Regions from separate parts of the Pan troglodytes genome. Here region 1 is linked to region 2. A link is a contact called in public Hi-C data. All regions are on one chromosome and are shown on one strand. Each heading gives the region's core, a stretch centred on a gene start, on an enhancer-like site or on the middle of the called end of the contact. The rest is flanking DNA. Distances are from core to core; before and after follow the strand shown. Region 1 has its middle 94 kb from the start of PELATON. Region 2 holds the start of CEBPB (CCAAT enhancer binding protein beta).

Region 1 (3,563 bases), core at 44-2,543, 170 kb before region 2:
TACTGGGTATATACCCAAAGGATTATAAATCATGCTGCTATAAAGACACATGCACACGTATGTTTATTGCGGCACTATTCACAATAGCAAAGACTTGGAACCAACCCAAATGTCCAACAATGATAGACTGGATTAAGAAAATGTGGCACATATACACCATGGAATACTATGCAGCCATAAAAAATGATGAGTTCGTGTCCTTTGTAGAGAACACAACAGTTCTAAAAGTGTGGTCCGAAGATCCCTAGGGGTCCCCAAGACCCATTCAAGGGGTTCGTAGGATTATTTACCCTGTTTACTCTCATTCTCACCTGAGTTTAAAGAGTTTGAAAAGTTCACTGATAGATGTTTAGATTCCACATTGCATCTGAATTTAAGACATTACCACTGATTAGTTTTTGTGTAGCATTAAAGACTATTCATGGCTGGGTGTAGTGGCTCATGCCTGTAATCCCAGCACTCTGGGAGGCCGAGGCAGGCAAATCACCTGAGGTCGGGAGTTAGAGACCAGCCTGGCCAACATGGTGAAACTCCATTTCTACTAAAAATACCAAAATTAGCCAGGCATGGCAGCAGATGTCTGTAATCCCAGCTACTCGGGAGGCTGAGGCAGGAGAATCACTTGAACCCAGGAGCCGGAGGCTGCAGTGAGCCGAGATTACGCCACTGCACTCCAGCCTGGGCGACAGAGTGAGACTCCGTCTCAATATACATTTCACAATGTGACAATATCCTCCCTTTCTCCAACGATGTGCCTTTGGAAGCCAGGTTTTCTCAGGTACTTCATCCTAAACAAAGTCTCACAGCAGATCCACTGCAGAAGCAAGTGTGAGGACCCGCTGTCCCCCAGAGGCCAGCTGTTACAGAGAGATGCAGAAATATCCACAACCCCACAAATGCCACTTTTCTCATTAAATTTGTCCATTTTAAAATGCATAGGTATTTATTATAAAAATGTTATGTTCATGTAATGGATTTATTATTACATTTGAGTGAATAAATAAATATGTTATATATTTCTTAGTTTTCATTTCTAACATGAGTATCGACTGATAGAATCCACACAAGCAAGAGCTCCTTGGGGTTCTCAGCAGTTTTTTAAAATGTAAAGGGATCCCGAGGGCCACTGTCTGGGGAGGCTGCAGAACTGGCCTCTCTTCCCTGCCCTGCACCCACCTAGGCCCCTGCTCTCTTCCTTTCTCCCTTCCGCCCTTCCCCGCTGTAAGTCTGTTCTCAGCGCCTGTCTTCCCTGCCCTGCACCCTGCTTGGCCCCTGCTCTCTTCCTTTCTCCCTTCCCCCCTTCCCCACTGTAAGTCTGTACTCAGTGCCTCCGGGAAGGGCTGGGACACCAAGTACGGGGATCCCAGGAGGCTTCCTGGCTCTTGAGTTTCAAAAGTTGAGAAGAGCAGGAAGAACTCACGTCTTGCCGAGAGCAAGGTTCCCCTACCCAGAACCAGAGCCAGGGTCGCAGGATAGGTACAGAGACGGGGTGTCAGGGGTGGCCCCCAGCCTGGGGCTGAGCCCAGTGAGGCCCAGAACCTCAGGTAGAAGCAGCTTTTCCAGGATTCTGGAAAGGCAGCCTCCAACCAGCCCTTGAAGTAGCCAGGAAGCAGCCAATTGACCCCCAGGACCAGGGGCAATGGAGAAGGGGCAGGCACAGATCCACGCAGGGCCTCAGGTGGGGGCCAGCCTGTGTCAGGCAATGCCTGGTGGGAAGACGACACCCAACACCAGTGCCTCTGTCCTCATTCCTATCCCCAACACCTTGGCCTCATGAAAGGCCTGGGGACCCAGAGCCTTCCCAGGAAAAGTGGAGTGGGGTGGTGGCGAGGGTGGGAATCACCGTCAGATGAAGCCTCCTCCAGCCTGGCATAACCACGACACAAGATGGAAAATCAGTTCCATTTGTGAAAACACGAAGAAACTCCACAGTGCCAGTGTGTGAACCGGGACTCATACCCACCTCGTGTGGAAAAGCCCCACTTGTGTGGGATGTAGCCTCCATGACAGATCTCTTTCTTTGAGCATCAGAGAGGTTGAGTCACTTGCGTAAGGCAGCTCAGCAGGAAGGGGCAGAGCTGGGATTTGCCCCAAGGCCCTGGCTCCAGCCCTCATGCCCTTGACCCCAGGCTGCTGAGGGAGGGTGTTCATCCCCCAGGCCTGGCCAGAGTGTGAGGCTCAGAATCCCAGACTGGGCCTGGGGGCACAGCCCCTGGGGTTGGAGGATTGGACCCCAGCGTCCCTCAGGTGAGCAGAGGCCAGTCAGCCGTGCAGGGCGTGGTGGAGCTGGGTCTCTTGCCCAGGCTGCCCCCTCACCTGCTGAGTACCCCAGGAGGGGCGGGTGAGGGCCTCACCCTGCAGGACAGGTTCTTCAAGGTCCTCTGCCTGGGCGGTGGTTTCCTGTGCCTCTCACTCCTCCCGGAAGAGTAGACAAAGATGCCCCAGAAACAGGCCCAGAGAGGCCAAGAGATTAGCCAGAGGTCACACAGAAGGTCATGGGAGTGCCAAGACCACCCCTTACAGAGCCTTGGGGGAGGCAGAGCCCCTGAGGAGGGAGGCACAGAGCTGGGTCCCTGAAAGGATGAAAAGGAGGATCAGCAAAAATAGTGCCAGGATACGGGGTACCCAACGTAGTGAATGTCCTAAATGCCACTGAGTTGTTCACTTTAAAATGTTTAATCGCATGTCACATGAATTTCACCTCAATTATTACAAATAAAAAAATAGTGCAGATAGAGGGACTAGAATGTGTAAATGTCTGGTGGACAGAAACTGAAGGTCATTTCACTGGAGCTGCAGGTCAAAGGAGCAGATATTGGAAGTGGTGCCCCCGCATAGAAGGCTCTTGGGGGACATGGGGGCAGGTCCTGGATGGGTTCCTGACTGAGGCGACACGGACGTCGTCCGTGATGCTCCCCTCTCACCTTCCACATCTACACCATCGTAACTGTGGGGTTTACGCCCTAAATATCTCCTATATCCAACCACATCTCCTCACCTCCCTGGCCAAGCCCTGGGCCAGGCTCCTCCCTCTCACCCATGGACTGTGGCCATCGCCCCTTCTCTGCTCCTCCTGCTTCCAGCCTCACCCACTCTCTTCTCCACATTCCTTCCTCTGCCTACGACCTTCTGTGACTCCCACTCACTCAAGAAAAAGCCCAGACTCCTCTCTGTGGCCACAGGGCCCCTGGCCAGCTCTCCTGTCTCATCACCACTTCCAATATCTGCTCCTTTGACCTGCAGCTCCAGTGAAATGACCTTCAGTTTCTGTCCACCAGACATTTACACATTCTAGTCCCTCTGTCTGCACTATTTTTGCATTTGTAATAATTGAGGTGAAATTCATGTGACATGCGATTAAACATTTTAAAGTGAACAATTCAGTGGCATTTAGGACATTCACTATGTTGGGTACCCCGTATCCTGGCACTATTTTTGCTGATCCTCCTTTTCATCCTTTCAGTCATCCAGACGTCACCTCCCCCAGGAAGCCCATCTTGACCCCCCCTTCTTCCCCATAGTTTGGATCAGATGCCTCTTTGGAGCTGCCAGGTCCCCTGTGG
Region 2 (3,814 bases), core at 813-3,312:
ATGCTTGAAACGGAAAAGATTCCCAAAATATACAGACGCCTCTTTTCTCATAGAAATAGATTATTTTTTATAATACAAAAAAAAGACCAAAAAACAAAACAAAACAAAACATCAACAGCAACAAGCCCGTAGGAACATCTTTAAGCGATTACTCAGGGCCCGGCTGACAGTTACACGTGGGTTGCGTCAGTCCCGTGTACACACGCGTTCAGCCATGTTTAAACCGATTGCATCAACTTCGAAACCGGCCCGCCCGCCGGCGCCTGGAGAGGGGCAGAGGGAGAAGCAGAGAGTTTATCATTCATCTGTACACATAGACGTTTCTTCTTTAAATAACACCACGGGCGGGAGCCCCATCTGCATGTGCGGTTGGTTTGGACAAAAATATAGATATATATATATAATAAAATATTAAAATTACCGACGGGCTCCCCGCGCTGCCAAGTGCCCCAGTGCCAAAGTTTTGCCGGCGCCGCCGGGGGCGGGGGCGAGGGCGCGGGCGAGGGCGCGGGCGCGGGCGCTCCCCGGAGTCTCAGCCCCGGCCGGCAGGGGGACGCGCGCGGGGGCCGCGCTAGCAGTGGCCGGAGGAGGCGAGCAGGGGCTCGGGCAGCTGCTTGAACAAGTTCCGCAGGGTGCTGAGCTCGCGCGACAGCTGCTCCACCTTCTTCTGCAGACGCTCGTTCTCGGCCGTGAGCTCCAGGACCTTGTGCTGCGTCTCCAGGTTGCGCATCTTGGCCTTGTCGCGGCTCTTGCGCACCGCGATGTTGTTGCGCTCGCGCCGGATCTTGTACTCGTCGCTGTGCTTGTCCACGGTCTTCTTGGCCTTGCTCTTGACCTGCGAGGGCGCCGGCGCGGCCCCCGCGTAGCAGGCGGTCGGGGGCGCCTTGGCGTCAGCGGGGCTCGGCGTGCCGGGCGGGCTGGACGACGAGGACGTGGAGAGGCTCCCGCTGCTGCCGCTCGGCACCGCCTGGTAGCCGAGGTAAGCGCGCAGCGCGTACGGGAAGCCCGCCGCCATGCCTGCGCCGCCGCCCGGCGCCCCGGCCTCCTCCTTCCGCTTGCAGTCCGCGGGCTCGAAGCCCGGCTCCGCCTTGAGCTCGGCGGGCGGCGGCGGCGGCGGGGGCGGTGGGTGCAGGGGCGCGAAGCAGCCGGGGTGCAGCGCGCCCTTGGCGGCCCCCAGGCGCCCCAGGCTCACGTAGCCGTACTCGGCCGGCTTCTTGCAGTTCTTGCCCCCGTAGTCGTCGGAGAAGAGGTCGGAGAGGAAGTCGTGGTGCTGCCCGGAGGAGGCGGGCGCGGGGGCGGGCGCGGGCGGAGCCGCCTCGAAGGTGTCCGTGGCCGTGGCGGGCGCCGGGGCCTGCGGCGCGCCCAGCGGCTCCAGGTACGGGCTGAAGTCGATGGCGCGCTCGTGGTCGCCGATGCTGCCCAGCTCGCCGGCGGGGGGGCGCGGCCCGGGTCTGGCCGCGGGGGGCGCCGCGGGGGCCGCCTTGCCGCCGTACGCAGCAGCCAAGCAGTCCGCCTCGTAGTAGAAGTTGGCCACTTCCATGGATTTAAAGGCAGGCGGCGGCGGCGGCAGGGGGAGACATGCTGGGTCCCAGGCCACCAGGCGTTGCATGAACGCGGGTGCCCGGGGAGGGGGCCTGGGGCTGCCCGCTCCGGCCGGCCCGCAGGTGGCGCGGCCTCCCTGCTCTGAGCTGTCGCCGCTGCGTCGCTGCTGCTGCTGCCGCCGCTGCTGGGGTGGCCGCTATTAGTGCGGGGGCTGGTGGCTGGACCCTCGGGTGGGTCCCCTTCCCAGTCCCGTGCGCGGCTCTGACTCGCTAAAGTTTCTCCTGAGCCCGGTTATTTATAAGGGCGGCCCGTAGCAACCGCTGCGTCACGCCGGCCCCTCCCGCCGCGCCGCCGGGACGCGAAGGACACGGCCGCGGCCGCCTGAGACCCCCGGGAGGACGGCGGCAGGGCGCAGCGGAGGGACCGGGCACCCGGAGCGCGTTTTCGGGGGGCCCCCGGAACGCAGGGGGCGGCCTCACGCCCCCTGCCCACCCCCGCCCGGCCGCCCCGGGATTGGGAGCGAGAGGGGGCGGTGCGACCCCGCCCCCGGACCGCCCCTCTGGGCTGGAGGCTGTCCTGGAAGGCGGGGGAATCGGAGGAGGGGGCGACCTGATCGCCTTCCCCCCGAGACGCGGCCCCGGCCCGCCCCCTGCTGGAGGAGGCGGAGGTTTCAGGAGGGCCGAGCAGAGCCCCGACGGCCGACCAGGGTCGGCTCCCCGGGCCGAACCCTGGAGACCCCAGCCCGCAGCTCTAGCTCCAGGAGAAGCTACCCATCTCCGTGGCCATTCCTCCCGTAAACTCCCACCTCCTCCCCAGGTCCCCGGCTTTAAAAAGAAGACTCCACGCCTGTGACGACTCCCCTCTTAAGCCACCGCCAATATGAGGACCCCGGGGGTCGGGGCGACCGGGCAGGATCGCGCTCCGCTTGGGGCTGGACCCTGGTCCACGGAGCCCCGCCCCTAGCCCCGCCCACCACACCTGCCGCCTGCTCCAGGCTTGGACACGCCCGGGTCTTCTCTTGCCCCGCGCCGCGCCACCCGACCTGGGCCCTGGGATGGGGCAGGGGCGGGGGGTGCTCGGCCCTGCCACACTGTGTGACCTTGGGTGAGTCACTTCACTTCTCCCAGCTGCAATCCATGAAGGGTGTCGCTACTGTTAGTGGTGGTGGCATTGTTCCCACCAGACTCCCAAACTAAGGCTTACGTTGTGGGCTGCACATCAGAGAGAAAGGGACCCCCACGGATTGTGCCAGTGGAGGCCCAGAGGGAGCATGGCATGGCATACCAAGGTCACATGGCCGCATGTCCCCCGTTCATCCCAAACGAAATGCCCTCATCTGAGCCCTAAGACCTATTGCCAGTCCCAGAGGCCAAAAACTTCTGTTTCTGAAGTTGCTAGGGAGGGACTTAAGCGAGGCCTCACGGGAGGGGGGTGGTATGCAGGAAAGAGAAGGAAAGAGAAAGATAAGTTTTTACCAAGTCCCTGCCCTGTGCTCAGGGTGGGCCTGGACCCCGAGGTTCAACTTTTTTCACCCCACCAGAAAGATGCTTTTGTTGCTGCCATTTCACAGATGGGAAAGCGACAACGGCCTGCCTGGACTTGAACACAGGCCCAAGGCCTTCTGACCACTTGCCCGCCTCTGCTGGGTAGGCTCAGGTTAGAGGGCCCTTTGCCCTCCCGGACCCATTCCTAGGCCATTGGGGCAGCTCCCTGGGCCCACCTCTCTGCCACTCCTAGCCCAGGCCACCTAGGCAGGAGCTCCCAGCCTACCCGGGGCTGACCCCCAGCCCACTGACCCCAGCCCTGGCCCCAGCGGGCAGGCGGGCATTGCTCAACCTTCGGTGTTATCTGCTGAGCTGGGGTGACCTCCGCCCCCAAGAGCTGGAGAAATGACATCTCTGGGCACCCTTGGTGGGTAGGAGGCAGGGAGGGAGGGGATAAAACACTGGCCCAGCCTGCTGGCTTTCTGGGTCTTCCCAGCAGCCTCTGGGCTGGGGAGGGATCAAGGCCCAGAGGGGTGCGGCAGCTTCCCCAGGGCCACCCGACCAGCCCTTCCTCACTGCAAAATGGGACACTCAGGGCTGAGCTAGAGGCCACGGCTTCTGAGAGGCCCTCCCTGTCCCACCTGCTAGTGATTTCCTTCCCTATCGCCAGCCACCATTATCCTAGCTGTCTACCTCAGTCTCCCTGCAGGCTGCCACTTGGGGAGGGCTGGCCCACGAGGGACTCCTGAGCACAGCACGCTCAACATTTACCAGTGAAGGAATGCATT

What was found. Hi-C and Micro-C count contacts between places; a contact is called where the count stands out from the background.
Region 1: a contact with region 2 is called in a Hi-C map of induced pluripotent stem cells, with 1.8 times the contacts expected there. The contact joins the enhancer-like site here to the promoter of CEBPB in region 2. A contact is called at or near these places in 1 of 7 Hi-C or Micro-C datasets (induced pluripotent stem cells) and 1 of 1 datasets of contacts at active chromatin or transcription factors (stem cell-derived excitatory neurons).

Annotation. Positions count from the first base shown.
Region 1 is chr21:56,646,716-56,650,278 of NHGRI_mPanTro3-v2.0_pri, reverse strand. No RefSeq gene overlaps it. Among named protein-coding and RNA genes, the nearest start is that of PELATON, 94 kb to the right of the region's middle. Within about 2 kb of position 1,293, at least 1 of the 24 cell types and tissues checked has an H3K27ac peak or open chromatin away from gene starts, as enhancers often do. A contact at or near this core is called in induced pluripotent stem cells, where this site is marked.
Region 2 is chr21:56,476,132-56,479,945 of NHGRI_mPanTro3-v2.0_pri, reverse strand. CEBPB (CCAAT enhancer binding protein beta) reads right to left here and starts at 2,062. Exons shown (of 1, transcript XM_525353.8): 1 at 1-2,062. The coding sequence starts at 1,609. The coding sequence ends at 572.